Regions from separate parts of the Astyanax mexicanus genome. Here region 2 is linked to region 1. Evidence: chromatin contacts called from public Hi-C data. All regions are on one chromosome and are shown on one strand. Each heading gives the region's core, a stretch centred on a gene start, on an enhancer-like site or on the middle of the called end of the contact. The rest is flanking DNA. Distances are from core to core; before and after follow the strand shown. Region 1 holds the start of prrc2b (proline-rich coiled-coil 2B). Region 2 overlaps nup214 (nucleoporin 214).

Region 1 (6,308 bases), core at 169-2,668:
ACAGTAAGTGGACACATAAGGTAGTATAGCAGGTGTTTCCAATAAAGTGGCCATCAGTGAGTGGAAGTACAAGGTAGTATAGTAGTAGGTGTTTTCAATAAAGTGGCCACAGTGAGTGGAAGCACAAGGTAATATAGTAGATGTTTCCAATAAAGTGGCCAGTGAGTGTGTTAGAAACACATGTTTAGCTCATTATTCAGTAAATATATTTTGTTTAGTGGAGTCCAGCAGAGTTTCTCTTCTCTCTCCATCAGAACCAGCCCTTTCCTGAGGACCACTCATCCCTCTATCCTCTTCACCTCCTCTTCATCACTCCATTCACTCAGGATCTGCAGCAGACAGGATTCATTATATAAAGAAATTATCATTTTAATATCATACAGACTGATTTATTGCAGATGATCCATTCTGCTGCATCATAGCAAATTATTAACATGACATATAAATATAATTCATATTTAATACATAGGTTGTTTAATTTACTGTATAATATTTATTATTATTTTACAGACTCTCACCGGCCACTTTATTAGAAACCATAGTGCTGGATTTGTGCACAAGATTAAAAAACACCATAGCTTGCCAATGGTGCCACCTAGTGGAGCATTAAAGCTAACACATGTAGTTCCCGGCTTTTACAAGCATCTATGGCATCTAGTCGGTCATGTATTTCAGTACATCAAGCAGTGTTTTTATTCTATTTTAATTAGAATACGACTCTATAGAGCAGATACTCAACTCAACCCAACTCAACCCAAACCAACACAACCAAACCCAATCCCAATCAAACCCAATTTAACACAGCTCAACTCAACCCAAACCAATGGAATCAAACCCAACTCAAAACAGCTCAACTCAACCCAAACCAATGCGAACAGACACAACTCAACCCAAACTAACACAATCAAACCCAACTCAACACAGTTCAACTTAACCCAAACCAAACACAATCAAACCCAACTCAACACAGCTCAACTTAACCCAAACCAAACACAATAAAATCCAACTCAACACAACAAACCCAACTGAACACAACAAACCCAGCTAAAACCAACGCAACAAAAAAAACAATTAAACTAACCCCCTAAAAAAACACCAACTCAACACAGCCCAATGAAAAACAACCCAAAAAAAACCCAACCCAACCCAAACCAACCTCAACACAACAAACCCAACTCAACACAGCTCAACTCATCCCAAAGCAATGTAATCAAACCCAGCTCAACCCACCATCAGAGGGTTTGTGGAGTCAAAACATCCCTATCCATCCATCTATCCATACATCTCTATCTATCCATCCATCCATCCATCCATCCACCCAAAAAAAACAGAAAACACTACAAAATGTAATATAAATCACTGCGTGTGTAATACCAGGACGCGCCTGTAGCGGTCGCAGTTTGACACACACTCTCGCCCCAACGTCATATCCGACAGCAGGCCGTGTGTGGCAACACAAGTAAACGGCGAGCAGATTAAAGAAACACAGAATCGGCCGCAGAATCTCCATCCATCCTTCCAGATTCCGCGCGCAGGTGGACTAAATCCGCACCATCGGGCACACACAAGAGTTTCCCCGTTGAATCGGTGAGTTATCGGCGCGGTCCGGGCGAAAATAGTGCCTTTATTTTTAATCTGAATCTCCGCTGCCCCCCTTGACTCGGACTGTGGCTTTGTTCTGGCGCTGCAGCCATTTTTAATCTCCACTGCTTCTTTATGCGCCCCTGTAGCTGAGAGAGGCTGCGGGTTATTCACGTTTCTACGGGTTTAACACACGTATTATGAGTGTGCACAGATTTACAGCACTAGAGAAATGAATCTATTAAGTTATATAGGTGTACAAATTTCGGTGTGAAATTCAGTGTTATAGCATATATGTTATAACCTAAGGTCTGCAGGCTGAGCTCATCTCATCCCTAGTTATTATTTTATTTAATTTTTTGACTTATTACAATAATGGCACATTTTTAACATAAATTAGTATTACATGCTTTGATACCCGTTTTTAGCCTGTAAAAAAACAATGTCCTGCGTTTCTAAGCTTTACAATTCCTTCTAAATGCTTTAACCTGCTTCAATATAGAGATCTGTTCCGATCCAGATCCAGAAAGTAAAAATCCAGCTCCAGGATTTAGTTTCATTTGCCTGGGCGCCTGTGCAGCAGCCGAGCAGCAGCACAACCGCCCAGGCAGTTGAAACAAAATCCTGGAGCTGGATTTTTACCTTCTGGATCTAGATCGACGGATTTCTATTTTCTGGACCTGAATCACCTACTTACAGCTATTTATACACATTTCCTAAACGAATACACCCATTTTAGCTGTTATTCATATTTAGACGCACTTTTAACACCTTTTAAAAACCACATTTGACCATATTACAGCTTTATTTCGACTAGAATCTTAAACGCCAAACCAAAGCGGAAAAATCCGCCTATGCTAAGCTAACCTAAGGTTAGAGATGTTTACCTTTAAAGCTATGCTAAGCTAACTTGTTAAATACGTTTAAATTTGATATAATTCGCTAAAATTCGGCATTTTCGACTTATTATCCTGTGAAAAAATGAATTAAGTATTAACTCAAGTGGTTAAATGTGTGAGAGGATCTGAATATAACACACACAAAACGCTGCAAAGCGAATTTAGCCAATTTAGCCGTTAGCATAACGTTACCGTTTTTTTTCTCCTCAGACGTTTTCTTTAGGTGTAATAAATACCAAAATCTACAATCACATTGAGTTTAAACGTCTATTAGACCTTGAAAATACTTCTCTAATGTCAAAATATCGCTTCGTGGTCTGCTAAAAACGACTGGGCTTTTGAAAAACACAATACTGCAGATGTTTTGTGCTGTTTTATGCTGCTCTCATTGTATTTTAATGTGTAGCAACGTTAAATGAATGAATTCGATTTAAAGATCTGATTAATTAGTTGTGTGAACAAATACGAAATACTGTTTTTTAAAAACAGTTTTAAAAGGTCATTCTGCTCCCTATTTGAAGATGATTTTTTTAAACGGTAATGCTGCTGTGTTGCACACATTGTATTGTATTTTATCGTGCTCAATGTGTGGTAAATGAATGAATTCGATTTAAAATTCTGTTTAATTTAGTTGAGTGAACACAGGAACAATCCTACCTTTTCCCCAGTAAGTAGATGAATGGATGGATTCATTTTAATTCAGATGTTGGCTGCTGCTCATTGTATTTTAGTATATGTGGTAAATGAATTAATTTGATTTAAATATCGGATTAATTCATTCTGTGAACAGAGACAATCCTATTTATCAGGTTTAAGAAATCATTCTGCTCCCTATATGTAAAGAGGATGTATTTTGGCTTTAAAATTATAATGCTGATGCCTTATGCTGACCTTATACCTAACATTTTCTTTAAGTTTAATAAAAAACAAAATCTAGCTACACCAGGTTTAAACCTTTATTAGATAAAAACAAAATCTAGCTACACCAAGTTTAAACCTTTATTAGATCTTGAAATTACTTATATAATGTTAAAATGTTGTGTTGTGGTCTTCTAAAAACAGCTGGGTTTTTGAAAACCACACAATAACGCAGATGTTTTGTGATTTTTTTTTTGTTTGTTTTATGCTGCTCCCATTGTGTTTTAGTGTGTGGTGAATGATTGAATGAATTTAAAGATCTAATTAATTAGTTGTGTGTGAACACAAAGGCAGTCGTGCTCGCTACCTAATAATGGTGTATTTTGGCTTTTATAAACAATGAGGCTGGTGTTTGGTGCCCATTGTGTTTGTGTGAACGAATGAATTCGGTTTAAAGATCTGATTAATTTAGTTGTGTGAATGCAGAAACAATTCTGTATTTAGATGTATGGTGGATAGATGAATGGATGGATGGATAGAATTTAATTCAGATGTTTGGTGCTGCTCATTGTGTTTTAGTGTGTGGTACATGAACAAATTTGATTTAAAGATCCTATTAATTTGGTTGTGTGTGTGAACAGACAATCCTGTTTGTTTTGTAAAACAGTTTTAAAGAGGTTGTTCTGATCCTTATCTGAAGATGTTTTGTTTCTTTTGTTTTTAAATAATGCAGTTGTTTTATGATTGGATTGTATTTTAGTGTATGGTAAATGAATGAATTCGACTTCGAGATCTCATTAATTTAGTTGTATGTGAACACAGGAACAATCCTGTTTTTTCCCAGTAAGTAGATGGCTGCAATTTAATTCAGATGTTTGGTGCTGCTCATTGTGTTTTAGTGTGTAAACAAAAGGCCATTTTGAAAAGAGTCCATCTGAAGACGATTATTCAGATTTTTTTTTTTTTTTTTTGCTTATTGTATTTTAGTGTTTGGGAAATAAATAGATTTTTTCCAAGATTCTATTCTTTTAGGTGTAGGAAAACAGAGGACTAGTCCTGTTTTATTAATAAAACGAGTCATTTCAATCAAAAGACTATAATTTATTTTCCCAAATACGATAAAGCTGGTGTTTTGTGCTGTTCCTAATATTTTAATTCTAAAGTTTTGGTGCTGCTCTTTGTATTTTTTTGTGTGATAAATGAAGTCAATTTAAAGATCTGTTTAGTTTAGGTGTGTGTGTGAACACCGTAAAAATATATTATAAATATATTTCCAGTAGATGGATGGAGAGAGAATTTAGGAAAGAGCCCATTTTGCTTTATCTAAAGATGATGGTCTATTTTGTTTTTTAAAACAATAATGCAGATGTTTTTATGCTTATTTTATATTAGTGTTTGGGAAATGGAATTCATTTGTCTCAAGATCCGATTGATTTAGGTTTAGGTGAACAAGGGAACAGTCCTGTTTTCCCAGTAAAACAAGTTAATTCCTATAAAAAAATGAAGTATTTTAATTTTCAAATATAATAAAGCTGGTATTTTGAGCTGTTCATTGTTTTTATTTAAATTCTGATGTTTTATGTTCATGTTTTGTTTTAGTGTATGGTTGGTAAATAATTTCAATTTGAAGATCTGGTTGGTTTGGTTGTGTGTGAACACAGGACCAATCCTGATTTTTTTTTTCTTTCTCCCCAGTAGATTGATGGAGGGATGTTGTGGAACATGTTAAATGGGCTTAAATACAATTTTTGTTTTTTTGGAGAAAACCTGATTTAGCGATTATATTAAAACTGTAGTGTTGGACAGTAAATTACTAGCAGCTAGAGATGGACAATGTCTATTTTAACATATTGTAATACATTTTATTATTGAGGATATTTACTGCTTAAAGAACACCTTTCCGTTTAATTACTGACTCTACTAAACTACATTTATTTACAGAGCCTGTAAAAAAAATCTCCTGTGTAATTTTCCTGCAAGTCTAAACACAGTAAATACAGTATCATAAGATAATCTTCGAATACCATGATAATATTTTGTCATTTCACCCTGCTTTATCAGTGCATGATTACACCAAAAGGGGTGGCTTTTGTAGTTTTCATATTGACATCAGAGTTTTTGTGTATCTACTGAACTTAAGAAAAATATAGTGATATAATATTGGACACATCATTCACAGCACTGTTAGCTGCGCTTGCTTTATCAGGTACCGTTTATCAGTATTTCTGTTTTCTTAGCCGGTTTTAAATATGTTTTATGCTCCTTTTATTTTCTTGTTTTGGAAAATTTAGTGAGTTTCTCATGAGATCTGATCAGTTTAGGGTTGTGTGAACACAGGAACCAGTCCTAATCTCTGTATTGAAAATAATTTATTGTGCTCTCTTTGAAGGGGGTAATACAGAGAAACCCAGATTTAGCAAGTTAATAAAATTGTGCTGTTGCACAGTAACTATAATTAGCAGTGTCGGCGTTAAGGTACTGTTAATGTTGTGTTTTAAGCAAATTTAACACTGAAACTGACACAGTTAGATGCTGAACATTTTTTAAACCCTTCTAATGGGGAGTGAATTATGGTCTTCTAAAAACGTGTGGGTTTCTGAAAACCAATTCAGAGGTTTTGTGCTGCTCATTGTATTTTAGTGTTTGGGGAATTTAATTAATTCAGTTTTAAAGACCTGTTTAGATTAGTTGTGTGTGAAATGCAGAACCAGTCCTGTTTTTAATAATATAGCATAAAATAATATAATGCAGCAAAAATATTGCAGAATATTTAGTGCATGCATATAAACGGCAAACTAAAACAACTATACAATAAATACACCTAAAGCTTCACAGTAAATAATAGACTACTTTTAAGACAGAACAGCCCTATTATCACGATATGGATTTTTAATATCATGATATTTCTGTCACGATTCTCATAAGTAGTGGTTTTACATCAGTGCTCTCTCAAACATCTGTCTTTATGGA
Region 2 (5,939 bases), core at 2,895-5,394, 130 kb before region 1:
AATCTGTTGTTTTTCTGTAGTTTGGACAGTGAGCTGGAGAGTCTGAGGAACGCCCTGGTGAAGGCCAGCCTGGAGACCGCCCCTAAAGCTCCTTCAAAATCACCATGTAAGATAAATTACACAGTATATATTTTATTTACTAATATATAATACATGTTGAAAGGCATGAAACCAGTTACAGTTCCTATACTGTGCACTAGAGGGGGCTGTAGTATTGTTTTTTAATTGCACTTTGGTTCTCTGTGTTAATCTTTGTGATGATGCACCTAATAAATGAGAAAACAATAGAATTAAAGAAGAAATTAGAGTATGAGGCCTTATATATAATTAAGTGTATAATATTAAAAGTGAGTGTTCTGTGTTTCAGCTAAGATGACTCCTGTGAAACAGTCTCAGCTGAGGAACTTCCTGTCTAAGCGTCAGACTCCACCTGTCCGCTCTACTGCTCCAGGTACCTCAACACTAAACACTTTATAGTAATCAGTACGTACAGCCTCAATTGGACGTATTTTTAAAGGTTCTGCTTTGTAAATTACTGTAATTTTTCGCACTATAAGGTGCACTGGATTATAAAGCGCATTTTAAGTGACACTAGTAAGGAACAGTGGTGTTGCCATGCCATAAGATAATCTAAATAAACAAAACTGTAATTCTTAAAAAAAAAAAATATATATATATATATATATATATATATATATTTTAAAGTTAATCGAGCGCTGCATGTTAATCTACACAGATTTCTCTACTGAAAACTGTTATTTGGGTGGGTAAAGCACTTTTGTTTATTTAGAGATTTACAGTAGGCTTAGATTTCCACATTTCTGCTAAGGCTGGGTGCAGCATCATTAGCATTAACTTTAGCAGCTAACTGCTACACTGAGGAACTCTTGAGTGTTCCGGTAAGCCAGGACGATATTAGCTAGCGGTTCGTCTCATGTAGCTTGTTTTAACACAGTAAACATGCAAACTACAATCCAATATACTTACCTCTGAATGGTGATAGAGCTAGCGCTTAGCCCGATTGGCAGCTAATGCTAATGATTGTCCAGCAGTGCTAGCAGGGGTTAGCAGAAGGCTACAGCCTGAAAATACTCACCTCTGAAAGGCATAAGAGCTAGCGCTTAGCGCAGTAAGCGGCTAATGCTAAGGCTGCTCAAGCAGTGCTAGCAGCAGTTAACAGCAAGCTACAGTGCGATAACATTAGTGTGTAAGAAATAGCCTTTCCAGGTTATTGAGTGTGGAATATGGAGCTAGATAAGCTTTTATTTCCTCTATAATTCCACATGTTTTTCTTTACAGTTTGTATAACTGTAGTATTACCATATCTTTTGCACTATAAGGTACATTTAAAATCCTTAAATTTCACCTTCGCCTCTAAATGGTAAAAGAGCTAGTGCTTAGCGCAATTAGTAGCTAATGCTAATTCTGCTCCAGCAGTGCTAGCTGGGGTTAGCAGCAGGCTACATGGTAAAAGTGCTAAATGGTAAAAGAGCTAGTGCTTAGCGCAATAAGTAGCTAATGCTAATTCTGCTCCAGCAGTGCTAGCTGGGGTTAGCAGCAGGCTACAGCCTGAAAATACTCACCTCTGAACGATGAAAGAGCTAGCGTTTAGCGCAGTTAGCAACTAATGCTAATACAGCTCCAGTCTCGGTGCTGAAGAACTAAACTGAAACTCCTGTATAATTCTGTACTTCAGCAGAGTGGCTTTACTGCTCCTTAATACCTGACTGGTAGAATTCATACATAAGGTGCACCTGACGATGTAAAGTGAAATTTAAGGATTTTAAATGCACCTTATAGTGCAAAAGACATGGTAATACTAAAGTTACACAAACTGTGAAGAAATACATGTGGAATTATAGAGGAAATAAAAGCTTATCTAGCTCCATATTCCACACTCAATAACCTGGAAAGGCTATTTCTTACACACTAATGTCGTAGAGCTCTCAAAATATACATTATTAAAAATCATTTTGTTTTTTTCTCAGCCAATCTGTCGCGCTCTGCATTCCTCTCGCCCAAGTACTACGAGGATCTGGACGACGTCAGCTCCACCTCGTCTCTGTCTCAGTCTCAGGAGCCCGAGGAGCCGCTGGCACTCGCTGAGGAGGAGGAGGAGGAGGAGGAGCTACCGGCCATCCCGGTGCTGACCCCACGCCACCCCGCAGTGGTCCGCACCGCCTCCATCCAGCCCGGCTTCCCCATGCAGCCCTCGCCCTTCAGCAGAGTGCAGAGTTAGTACAGTTCTCTATCATTAAATAATAATAATAATAATAATAATATGAGTTAGAATAGTCTCTTTATTCTTATTATTGAATCATTAACACTGATCTTAACTGAGGCGAGTGAGATCCTGCAGTTCTTTAAATGTAGTTCTGGGTTCTTTTTTATGGGCCTCCTGGATGAGTTCTTCATGCCCTTTTGGAGTAATTTTGTTCGGTGGGCCGGTCACTCCTGGGAAGGTTCACCAGTGTTCCATTTTAGTGTTTTCTCTATTAGTGAATAATAGTGAATCACTGTGGTTCTCTGGAGTCCCAAAGCTTTAAAAAAATGACATCATAACCTTTTCCAGACTGAAAAGTTGATCAAATGTGATTAATCACAGTTAATTAATGGGGTGGCAAACACCTTTTCACCACACAGGGTTAGATCGGTTTGGATGTTTTTTTTTTTAAAGTGTTTTTATATTTAATCAGGTTATATTTGCCAGATATTAAAGTTTATTTAATAATCTTGACAAATGTAGGTATGACAAAAATGCAAATATCCCCTCCATCTGCGTCAACCTCTCTCACAAGATAGCACCTCACAATATATACATGTGTGTGTTTGTGTTCCTAGTCCGCCCTTTGAACTAAAACTTCATAATTCGTTTACACACTGCTGTCCCATAAATTTTGGCATGTCATATTAGACAGACAGACAGATAGAGACTTTATTGATCCCAGAGGAAAATTTTGGACATCCAGTATTAGGAAAACTGATTAGGTCAGATTAGGGTATATCAGTAATTATCATGTGATTTTTTTTTTAGCATTAGGTATTTGCTCATATTTAACATTTAGTTGATATTTATTAGTAAGACAAGCCAAACGCATGATCCACCCACCCCCATGCTTAACAGTTGGAAAGGTGTTGTCTACATTAAATTCTGCACCATATTTTTCTTTTTACTTACTGCAGCCAAATTCCTATTTTTCAGGATCTCTGTTTCTTTAAAAAAAATCTTAAAATGTTATTAAGCTAAAAAAATGTTTTTTTTTTTTTTTTTTAAATTTGCCTTAAAATGTCTTAAATCCATCTCTCAAATGAGTGTGTGGAATGGCTACAGGAGTTAAATTTCCAAACAATGGATTGAGTTTTCTGTCTCAGACGCGAAGCTTACATGGGTTGCCAGATTGACACACAGTGGCAAACGACAATAAGTCTTAGCTCATTGTACGAAGCTGATCAGTGAACATATATGTTTGCAATGTCCAAAATGCATGTCTTTACTACGCTAGTGGTGGTCTTAAATTACTTGGGTATGGTTAGTAAACCTTACTGAAGCCCAGTGATTACCTGTTCAGCCGGTTTGTATGCTGTTATGTTCTATACCTGGTAATCTTGGGTGTGGAAATCTAAAACTGTCTAAAACGGACACAGAGTTCTGTAACATACTACGGATTTCTAGTAAGAAAATACTGGCTGAAGCTCTGCTGACAACAGCCGTCAGTGCTTTAAACATTCTAATTAAGTTATGAGTTATGATACGGTAAAAATGCTATAAAGCAATTAAAAATGTAGGAAATGATTTAAAATGCATCAGCAGATTCTTAAAAGCTCCTTTTTAAATATTTATTATTTATAGGACGCTGGTATTCATAATTTTTTTGCTGCTCATCTAATAGTTAAACAATATTCTGTATTCTGATATCTTCAAAATGCTTAATAAAGTGTATTAAAGTAGATAAATAAAATAATTCTCCTGCAAATCCATAATGTGAGCAGTTATGCCCTTGGGTGAGTTGTTGTGGCATGAGCCTCTTCTGTTTTGTGAAAGACTGACGTTTGTATCTCTCTTTCTGAAGTGCCTCCCAAGATAAGTATGGACAGCGCTGACAGCACCATCCTGGCAACCAAGACGGTGAAGCACGGACCTCCGCCCACCACCGCTATCCCCGCCGCCCAGGCTGCAGGCCTGGCAGCTCTGACCAGACAGAGGAACAGCGAGAGACCTGGTAAAAAAAAACATTGTAGCGCATTATAGAGCGCCCTCTACGCTTCCTGTAGTGTGTTACAATCTGTCACAATGAGTGTGAGGATCATATGAACATTATAGATCACTATAGAGTGCCCCCTACGCTTTCTGTAGTGTATTACATTCTGTCAGAATGAGCATGTGGATCATTTAAACATTAAAGAGCTCCCTCTATGCTTCCTATAGTATATTACAGTCTGTCAGAATAAGCAGGTGAATCATATGAACATTATAGAGCTCCCTCTATGCTTCCTGTAGTGTATTACAGTCTATCAGAATGAGCATGTGGCTCATATAAACATTATAGAGCATTATAGAGCGCCCCCTACACTTCCTGTAGTGTATTACAGTCTGTCAGAATGAGCGTGTTGTGGATCATATGAACATTATAGAGCATTATAAAGCGCCCCCTACACTTCCTGTAGTGTATTACAGTCTGTCAGAATGAGCGTGTTGTGGATCATATGAACATTATAGCGCATTATAAAGCGCCCCCTATGCTTCCTGTAGTGTATTACAGTCTGTCAGAATGAGCGTCTGGATCATATGAACATTATAGGGCATTATAGAGTGCCCTCTATGCTTTCTGTAGTGTATTACAGTCGGTCAGAATGAGCGTGTTGTGGATCTTTAAAACATTATAGAGCATTATAGAGCGCCCCCTATATGTCCTGTAGTGTATTACTGTCTATTTGAATGAGCGTGTGAATCATATGAACATTATAGATCATTATAGAGCTCCCATTATGCTTCCTGTAGTGTATTACAATCTGTCAGAATGAGCGTGTTGTGGATCATTAAAACATTATAGAGCATTATAGAGCGCCCCCTATATGTCCTGTAGTGTATTACAGTCTGTCAGAATGAGCGTGAGGATCATATAAACGTTATAGAGCATTATGGAGCGCCCCCTATGTTTCCTGTAGTGTATTACAGTCTGTCAGAATGAGCGAGAGGATCATATAAACCTTATAGAGCATTATAGAGCGCCCCCTATGCTTTCTGTAGTGTATTACAGTCGGTCAGAATGAGCGTGTTGTGGATCTTTAAAACATTATAGAGCATTATAGAGCGCCCCCTATATGTCCTGTAGTGTATTACTGTCTATTTGAATGAGCGTGTGAATCATATGAACATTATAGATCATTATAGAGCTCCCATTATGCTTCCTGTAGTGTATTACAATCTGTCAGAATGAGCGTGTTGTGGATCATTAAAACATTATAGAGCATTATAGAGCGCCCCCTATATGTCCTGTAGTGTATTACAGTCTGTCAGAATGAGCGTGAGGATCATATAAACGTTATAGAGCATTATGGAGCGCCCCCTATGTTTCCTGTAGTGTATTACAGTCTGTCAGAATGAGCGAGAGGATCATATAAACCTTATAGAGCATTATAGAGCGCCCCCTATGCTTTCTGTAGTGTATTACAGTCGGTCAGAATGAGCATGTGGATCATGTGAACATTATAGAGCACCCCTATTTGATATACTATAAACTGATGTTATATATTTAAAACCTGTATTTGTGTTTACTGGATAATAATGAATCTGTATTGTGTTGCAGCACCAACGTCTCTGAACGAGTCGACTCTGAAGAACGTTCCTCAGGTGGTGAACGTGCAGGAGCTGAAGGATAAAGGTCCACCCATGCCTGTTTCTACAGTCATCAGGTCTGTGCTTTTTATCACCATAGTAA

What was found. Hi-C and Micro-C count contacts between places; a contact is called where the count stands out from the background.
Region 2: a Hi-C map of blood shows a contact between it and region 1, with 6 times the contacts expected there. The contact joins the enhancer-like site here to the promoter of prrc2b in region 1. A contact is called at or near these places in 2 of 3 Hi-C or Micro-C datasets (blood and muscle).

Annotation. Positions count from the first base shown.
Region 1 is chr1:3,653,205-3,659,512 of AstMex3_surface, reverse strand. It overlaps prrc2b (proline-rich coiled-coil 2B), which reads left to right and starts at 1,418. Exons shown (of 31, transcript XM_049465788.1): 1 at 1,418-1,587.
Region 2 is chr1:3,788,641-3,794,579 of AstMex3_surface, reverse strand. nup214 (nucleoporin 214) reads left to right here. Exons shown (of 36, transcript XM_049465811.1): 20 at 21-106; 21 at 368-451; 22 at 1,989-2,234; 23 at 4,071-4,220; 24 at 5,808-5,913. Among protein-coding and RNA genes, the nearest start is that of nup214, 40 kb to the left of the region's middle. Within about 2 kb of position 4,144, the one cell type or tissue checked has an H3K27ac peak away from gene starts, as active enhancers do.